2 separate regions of the Sus scrofa genome follow, and region 1 is linked to region 2. Evidence: chromatin contacts called from public promoter capture Hi-C data. All regions are on one chromosome and are shown on one strand. The core of a region is the stretch at or near the end of the contact, and the rest is flanking DNA. Distances in the headings are between cores, read along the strand shown. Region 1 holds the start of HSP90B1 (heat shock protein 90 beta family member 1). Region 2 holds the start of NFYB (nuclear transcription factor Y subunit beta).

Region 1 (3,941 bases), core at 1,351-3,850, 200 kb after region 2:
TTAGGAAAATCTAAATGGAAGCCGGATTTAATACACACTTAGGTCATCCTCAAGATACATGGGATGTTAAATTTAATGTCAAAGCTCATTTTATTTCTACTCTGTGCTCTGAAAAAGCACTCTTTACGTACTAGACTTCTTATAGTGCACAGGTGGCTTTACTCTCTTGGTAAAAGGAGGTACAGCTCTTTACACAAGGACTGCAGCGACTATAAGGGATACCTGCACTGGTCAGAGTAGCTAATACTCTACTTTCCTCCTACTGACCTTTATGTATATAAGACATGAGGCTTAGTTTGTATGACTGCACTTAAAAGATTCACAGCTATTTAGCAGGCCATGAACAAAACTGGAGGGGAAAGGGAAAAAGAAAGGAAAGAAATGTCTAACAAACACCCCCCACCCCCACCCGAACACACACAAATAACTATCTAGCAGCAATTCTTACACATACTGGGTTTTTAAACTTTGCCAGCGACTTGCTTGGAATTACTACGTAAGCACATTCACTGTGAAAGTAAACAAATATGCTACCATACAGAAACAAAATATCTTTATTATAACCAAATGTTGCTTACCTCTTTATTTTTATATAATGAATTGATGATAAGTTTCATCATTCTGTTAACTTCAGCTTGGAAGGCAAATTTTTCTGATTTCTCTCTAAGTTCTCTTATTTGGGATGCATTTAATCCATCCAATTGAATAGCTTCTTCCTCTCTAAGGAAAGAAATTTGATAAACTAATACTGCATTACTTAGTTCCCTCCAAAAATACAGCATTTGTGATGAGAGCACGGTGGTCTCTTAAGGTTGTCTTAGGGGTAAAAAGGACAAAGTGGAAATCTTTATAAAATATGACTAGCCCACCATTTCATTATTATTTTATTATTTATTTCATTATTATTTTAATACAGCAACAGGTTACTTTAAAACCATGTTGGAAATACTTTGTGCTTAAAACTGTCAGAAAAATAAACCCAACTTCCCTCTACTAAGAAACAAACTCACACTCATTTTTGCTCCCTCTCACAGGCCTGTCCCTCTGCCTGCCTAAGGGTCTACATAATTTTAAATCCTAAGAGACCAAAGTAAAACATCACTCCACTTACAGAAATCTTTAAGGAAAAAAAAAAAATTACCAAGGGTACACACTTGCCAAGTACACAACCAACTGTAGATCTTTTCTAAGATCTTAGGAAGGCTATAGCGCCAGTATTATCAAAACAGTTTTCCAAAGAATTCATTCCGTTTTGACCATTCTTAGGGGCAATTTAGGAGATACTGTGCATGCACATGCTTGCTCCCCCTAACGTTTTCTCTACTATCTAGTAATTAAATTCAAAGTGTTAAAACTTCATCTGGACCTTTGGAGAATGAACATAAAAAAATTACTGTATTCCAGGGTTTCCCAGGGGTTATTTGCATCGTTCCGGAAGAGTACAAACCTCTGTACTATTTCATCATCTGTCCTGGAACCTTCTCTACTTTTACCCAGATCTTCTTCCACTGTCCCATCCACATCCACTTCATCCTCAGCGCGGACAGACCCTGCGGGAAAATGTAATACCAGAAAACTCTCAAACACCATAGCTCCATGTACTTCTTAGAAGAAACAAGATCAACAAGGCAAGGGTAGATGTTGCAAAATTCACTTGGAAAATATGGGAGGTGGGGATGAAAGAATGGATCCACTGGCTTGAATATCCAATATAAACCCATGTCAGCATATTTCTTATTTAAGTTCAGATACTGAGGTCCCCCAGTGGATTCTGAAATACGGAGGCAGCCATCACTTCTGAAAGGTGGCCCAGAGATTCTTCACAAACAGCGCTTAGCTGATTTGCTACCAGGCCCCCTGTACATTCACACGTGTTGCGCGCAGGCCGACACAAGGCTCCAAACTGACCATGCCAAACTTAGTCCTTCGATGTCACAGGTCAGAGCTCAAACAGAATTTGTGCAACCTCTAGCGAGGGGAAGTGAAATTGGGCCTAGGGGCCTGACAAAGGGAAGAAATATTTAGAGATTTTAAAATGTTAAGGAGTTTGAGCGAAAGTGAATCAACCGCGCTGCCAATGCCGGTCCGCTGCCCCAGGGCCCCAAGCTTCACAGTCCAGCACCTAAGAAAGGAAACTCGCGTTGGCGAACAGTCGGAATACCGGGGGCGGAGGGTCCTCAAACTCGAGCGGCCAAAGATTGCGGCGTTTGACAAAAGTCCTCGGAAGGGGACACGCAATGCTCCCAAGGGGCGCGAGCCCAAGCCAGGCCCCACTCCCAGAAGACTGAGACTTCTAAGAGCGGATACTAGGACATCCGCAAGAGATTTAAACGACTCCATTCTCCTTTTTTCTTTCCAGAGTAATTAGAGTAAACGAAATCCCCTGAACCTCTTTCGAGGAAAATCGATGGACATCCCCATCCGCCCAGCGCAGACCGTGTTATCCCCTTCCCAGGTTCAACGCCCCCAGAACCTTCGAGAAGAGGCCGTGTTGGAGCGGGGGGGCGTCCAGGGGTGCCCGCTCCTCCAGGATCACTCACCGAAGGTCAGCAGGACGCAGCACAGGCCCAGCACCCACAGGGCCCTCATGTCGCACGGCCGGTGAGTCTCAAGTCCCCTTTGATCGAAGGAGCCACCTCCGCCCCCCCTCCCCTGGGCTCAGAACCTCACAACCACAAGCCGTGCGATCCGCCCACTACCCCCCAAGCAGGTCGGGCCGCTTTTCACCCCCACTACTCGCGGGCGGGGGACGGGAAACACGAACCCGCCAATCGGGCTGCACCACGCACTCCCTGTACCCAATGGGAACTCGTAGGGGGGACCGCAGTCCACCAATCGGAGCTGTCCAGGTGCGGTGCCCGATGCCCGAAGCGTGGCTCCTTCCAATTGGTCAGTCTTGGCTCCTCTTCTCCAATCAAACGGTTCCGCGGGCCCCTCTCACGAGGGACCGCCCCTTTGCCTTGGTTGCTTTGGCCTCTAAGGGAAACCGTCCAATGAACGTCAGCACAGAATTCATCCCTCCAGGTGGAGAGGTCGCCCGGAACTACTTCCGGATCTTAGAGCGCGTTTATTCTGGGACCAAGAGAAGCGGTAGCCATGGCAACGCGCTCTTCACCTTTCCCTTGTCCCCGCGTGGGGTCATCTTGCGAATGATTCCGGTGCGACTTTTTGCAGCCAGTTTTCTATTTGGCAGTGCTTCTTGGAAAAGAGACACACGTGAGAGGTTGACAATCCCCCTAGCGATGTTCCATGGGGTGGTGAGAAACTACAGTTCCCGGCATGCAACGTACCCCGGGGAACACTGTAGTGAATGCTGGGAATCGTAGTCTTTATTCAGTTGCGTAGCTTGGCCCTTCTTTCCCCATTTTTCCAGTGTGTCTCCGCCGGAACTCTGTGCCGCGCGTTTTAGTGTTTACATTTCCTTCCCCTTGCGGTAGAGATTTGTACCTGTTCCAGACTCTTCAGTGTACACAGCCTTCAGAAGCGGGCCTAGAAAGCCGCCAGGTCTTGGGTGAGGCCGCCCAGTATTATGGGCTTGGGCCTCTCGAGTCTGGGACTCGCCTCCAGTTGGAGAACACGCTTTTCCGAATCTGTCTTCTCGCGCTTCCCTAGGTCAGCCGGAGCCCCTGTTACGTCTGTACTTTTCGTGGCCAGAATCTCCAGGCCTTCTGATTGGATTTACAGAAGAGGAGGACAGTGGGGCTATTTATTTATTGTCCCTTGAGAGATTGCGAGCAACTTTGATGCCCTCTACTCCTTGGTGAAGTTCAAAGGCGGTCACCTACAGAGCCCCTGCTGTAAGTTAAGTAGAGAGCGTGGTAGTAAAGCCAGTCTAGCATAGAAAAAACAAAAAACAAAAAAACCCCTCTCAATTTGACGGGCGCAGGAGGATACACCTGCAGATCTTTGAAAGCAAAACCTGTGGGGCTGCAAATGAGAGA
Region 2 (3,477 bases), core at 831-3,330:
TGGGTAATCATAAAGAAAGGGAGGAGTTAAACACAGGCCAGTTTACTCCTTTTTTTTTTTTTTTAGCATAAAAGAGTTTTTTAAAAGTTTGATAACGATCGAAATTCATGTGATAAAAAGATCTTAATGGGCCAACTTTTTTAGGGCTTTCTATGTGCATTTACTTTAAATGACTTCCAAACCATCCTAAGAAGGAGTTAGGAAGTCCCCATTATAAAGGTAAGGAAACGATCAGAGAGGTGAATTTGGCCAGGGCCACTGAAGCCAGTAAGTGGGGGAGCTGGAATTCAAATCAGGTTGTCTGATCCCATTGTGGCATTGCTATTTATTTCTCTTGGAATATCTGGAGGCTTTCATTGGTCTTTGCTTCCTTATTTGCTCGGGAAATGTGAAAATATGCGGAGAAACAGTAGGAGCTTTATAAATAAAACATGGCTATATATTTTTAAAAGATTAAAGCTGGAAAGTTTAATGTGGCACCGGGCCACTTGTTTAGTGGAAGTAAAGGGAACGATTCCCGGCTCTGGTTGCAAAAATCCTGCCCCCTTTGTAGTGTGTGGTGTCTGGCTCACCGCCCATCTGTGAGAGTCACAGCCGAGGGAAGTCCTACACAGACGCAGTCAGGGAAAGACAGGCAGAGAGCCTGGTTGCGCGGAGGCAAGAAGGGGCCATGGATTCTGGCAGCTCAAATATCATCTGGTTGGGAAAAGCCACATGGCATGTCGCAAATACTGTGCGGGTGGGGCATATGCAACATTTTAAGCTGGGGTGAAGGCTGGCTGGACTGAGCAGGTTGTTAAACCTAAAGCAGAGGATTGTATCTTTAGGTGAAATCTGAAAAAACGAACGGGGAGCTCGGTGACCGAGAGGGAGCGTTGTGCATGTGGCAAACTTAACAGGGGCACAAGGCGAACAGCTGGCGCTGAAAGCATACCAGGAGGTAATCGCCGTTCAGATCCACCCTGTAGCTCGAGTGTCGCCTGGCCGGCAGCTTTTGCCCTTGGTTTCCCCTTCTTAAAACTCGAGGCGCAGGCAGGCTGCACTTTGGCGGGTGAGACACTTCCACGTGCGCCAGGGGAGGGGATGGAAAAGAGAGGGAGAGCTGAGAAATCATGCGCAAGACGTGGGGAAAATACCGCGGAAAGCCCGCACTGACCTTAGCACCGAGCCCCAGCCCTAGTCCCTGCCGAGGAAAAAGCCACCCGCGGGCTCCGCTCGCGCCGCAGGACCGACTCGCGGCGGCCTGCAGCGGGCTCTGCGGGCTGCTCAGCGCACGGGGCGGGGCTGGGGGCGGGGCCGTGCCGGGGCGGGGCCGCGCCGGGCGGGCGCGCGGGAGCTGCGGAGGGAGGGTGTCGCGCCGAGGGAAGCGGCCCGCGGCGGAGGGAGGGAAGGCCGAGTCCTGGAAGCGGAGCTCCGCGCTGGGACTGGTTCCTTCGCAGCCATTTTCTGTCCAACCAAACAGCCGATTGGAGACGGGAGCCAACCAGGGCTGCATTGGAGGTTTGTGTCTCGCTTCGGCCAATGATCGCTCCTAAACCGACTCCACTTTAGCTCGAATGAAATGTCCGTCTCCTCCCGGCGCCGTCCCCGCCGCCAACGCCGCCGCGGCCGGGGGCACTTGGCTCACTCCCGCCTGCCCGCCCTCCCGCCCGGGCCGGGGCCGGGGCCGGGCCGGCGCCTGCGAGGCCTCCCCCGCTGCGGGCCCGGCTGGGAAGCGGGCGCTGGGCCGCGGCGCGGCTCTTTGTGCGCCCGGCCGAGGAGCGGCGGGACGCGGGCCAGGCCGCCTCCTGCTCGCCGCCGCCGACCTCCGGGCCCGAGGCCGAGGAGGGGGCGCCGGGGCACCGTCGGGCCCCGCTCTCGGTGGCGTCCGGGCCGGCTCCATTTTGTGTGGCGAGCCGGCTGGGGGCGGGAGGATGCAGCCTGGACCCCCGGCCCCGATCCTCCTCCTCCGCCGCGCGGGGGCTCCCGGGGAGCGCCCCTCTTCCGCCCGCCACTCCGCGGGGGCATGGCAGGGCCGGGCCGCTTTGTCTGCCCCGGCACCCCGGGCGCCGCGCGGCGGGCGGGCGTTAGGCGCGGGCCCCGGGCCTGAGCCGGCCGAGTAGGGGGGATGCCTGCCCGGGGTGTCCGCGCCGCCCAGGCGGGACCGACAGGTCGGCCGGGCGGACGGTGGGACCCGGGCCAGCCCGCGCACCTTCGTGGGGAGGAAGCGAGGTCCCCGGGAGGAAGGAGTGGATTTGGTTTCCCCGCAGTCTGGTTTACGCGTATAGAATGCAGCCATCTGGCGGCTTGCGGTCCCTGGACTTGCCCCGAAGGTGGGAAGGAAGCCTTCCGGATTGGACTAAGGTTTTAATCTTCGGTGGGAGGCGGGGAGGATATACCGGGCCTCAGGAGTAGTCTTGGAGAACAAAGAATTAGAAGAGCACCTACAAGACGAAATCTCGCCCAGAGTACTCTAAAAGATGGTTTAAGCAAGGTTAAGTAGCATATGACCTTTTAAAAAATAGCATCCCAGCCTGCATGGACTGCACGGTTCCGTGCCACGAGTCACTGGGGTGGTTTCGGCTCTCTTGTATGGAGACAAGTCAGAAATACAAAGTGATGAGGTGAACTGATCAATGTAAGTGGCATTAACAAATAGGGGGTTTTATTAGTAAAGTTTAACCAAAATTCCTTAAGAGGCAATTATTCCGTTCTCACTCTGCTCCCGTAGTTCAATTTAAGGCTTATATTGGTGCAAAACTCTGGTTGTTGATGCCAAAGAATGGAGGGTGGAGGAAGGGTCTGCTGCTTTTCTTGGATACAGATTTCTTTAAACATTAAACATATGTATGCATTGCCTTGAGCTTTCACATATATCATAACCTGCCTGTAAGAAAATATATACCATGTGAGGTGATAGTGTTTCTCTTTAATATATTGAATCTAAACATATACTGACTCAACTATTTGGGTGAGTGATTGTGGTGAGGTGTGGCACCACCCCAACCCCCAGCAAAAATACATAAATATAGACAGCTCCTGTATTTTAAGTGTTCTGAGGATCTCTCTCCTCCCCCCACGGCACCTTTAAAAAATGACACTTCTAGCTACGAGGAAGGAATTTTCTGGGCAGCTTTGGGGTTAGAGTGAAGATGATATTTGGAAAGAAATTAGAAATTGCTTTTGGGATTACAGAACAGTAGACAATGTCAGCCAGTCTTTGCTGCATGGACCCTTGTAGTAGCATTTGAAAATTCAATTTGGTGGTTAGAGTTTTTTCTGTTTGCTAGATTTCATGCTTGAATGCATATCAGTATTTTGTCTTCTTTTAAAAATTAGCACAGAAAGGATATGTCTTTGTCTCCCCCCCCTTTTTTTCCCTTGAAAAAAGGGGAAGAGCAAATGAGAATGGAAATTGTAACATCGTAATTGATGCCAATTTATTCAACTATTTATGCCTTACAGTGAGAATGAAGTGCTATTGAGATGCAATTTTAG

The links. Promoter capture Hi-C pulls out the DNA fragments that hold promoters and counts their contacts.
Region 1: a promoter capture Hi-C map of fetal liver shows a contact between it and region 2, with 2.7 times the contacts expected there. The contact joins the promoter of HSP90B1 here to the promoter of NFYB in region 2. A contact is called at or near these places in 3 of 5 promoter capture datasets (fetal liver, fetal skeletal muscle and liver), 3 of 47 Hi-C or Micro-C datasets (heart right ventricle and liver) and 2 of 2 datasets of contacts at active chromatin or transcription factors (alveolar macrophages and skeletal muscle).

What each region holds. Positions count from the first base shown.
Region 1 is chr5:80,528,262-80,532,202 of Sscrofa11.1, forward strand. It overlaps HSP90B1 (heat shock protein 90 beta family member 1), which reads right to left and starts at 2,601. Exons shown (of 19, transcript NM_214103.1): 1 at 2,541-2,601; 2 at 1,448-1,550; 3 at 579-720; 4 at 1-10. The coding sequence starts at 2,589.
Region 2 is chr5:80,332,433-80,335,909 of Sscrofa11.1, forward strand. It overlaps NFYB (nuclear transcription factor Y subunit beta), which reads left to right and starts at 2,081. Exons shown (of 8, transcript NM_001144930.1): 1 at 2,081-2,617.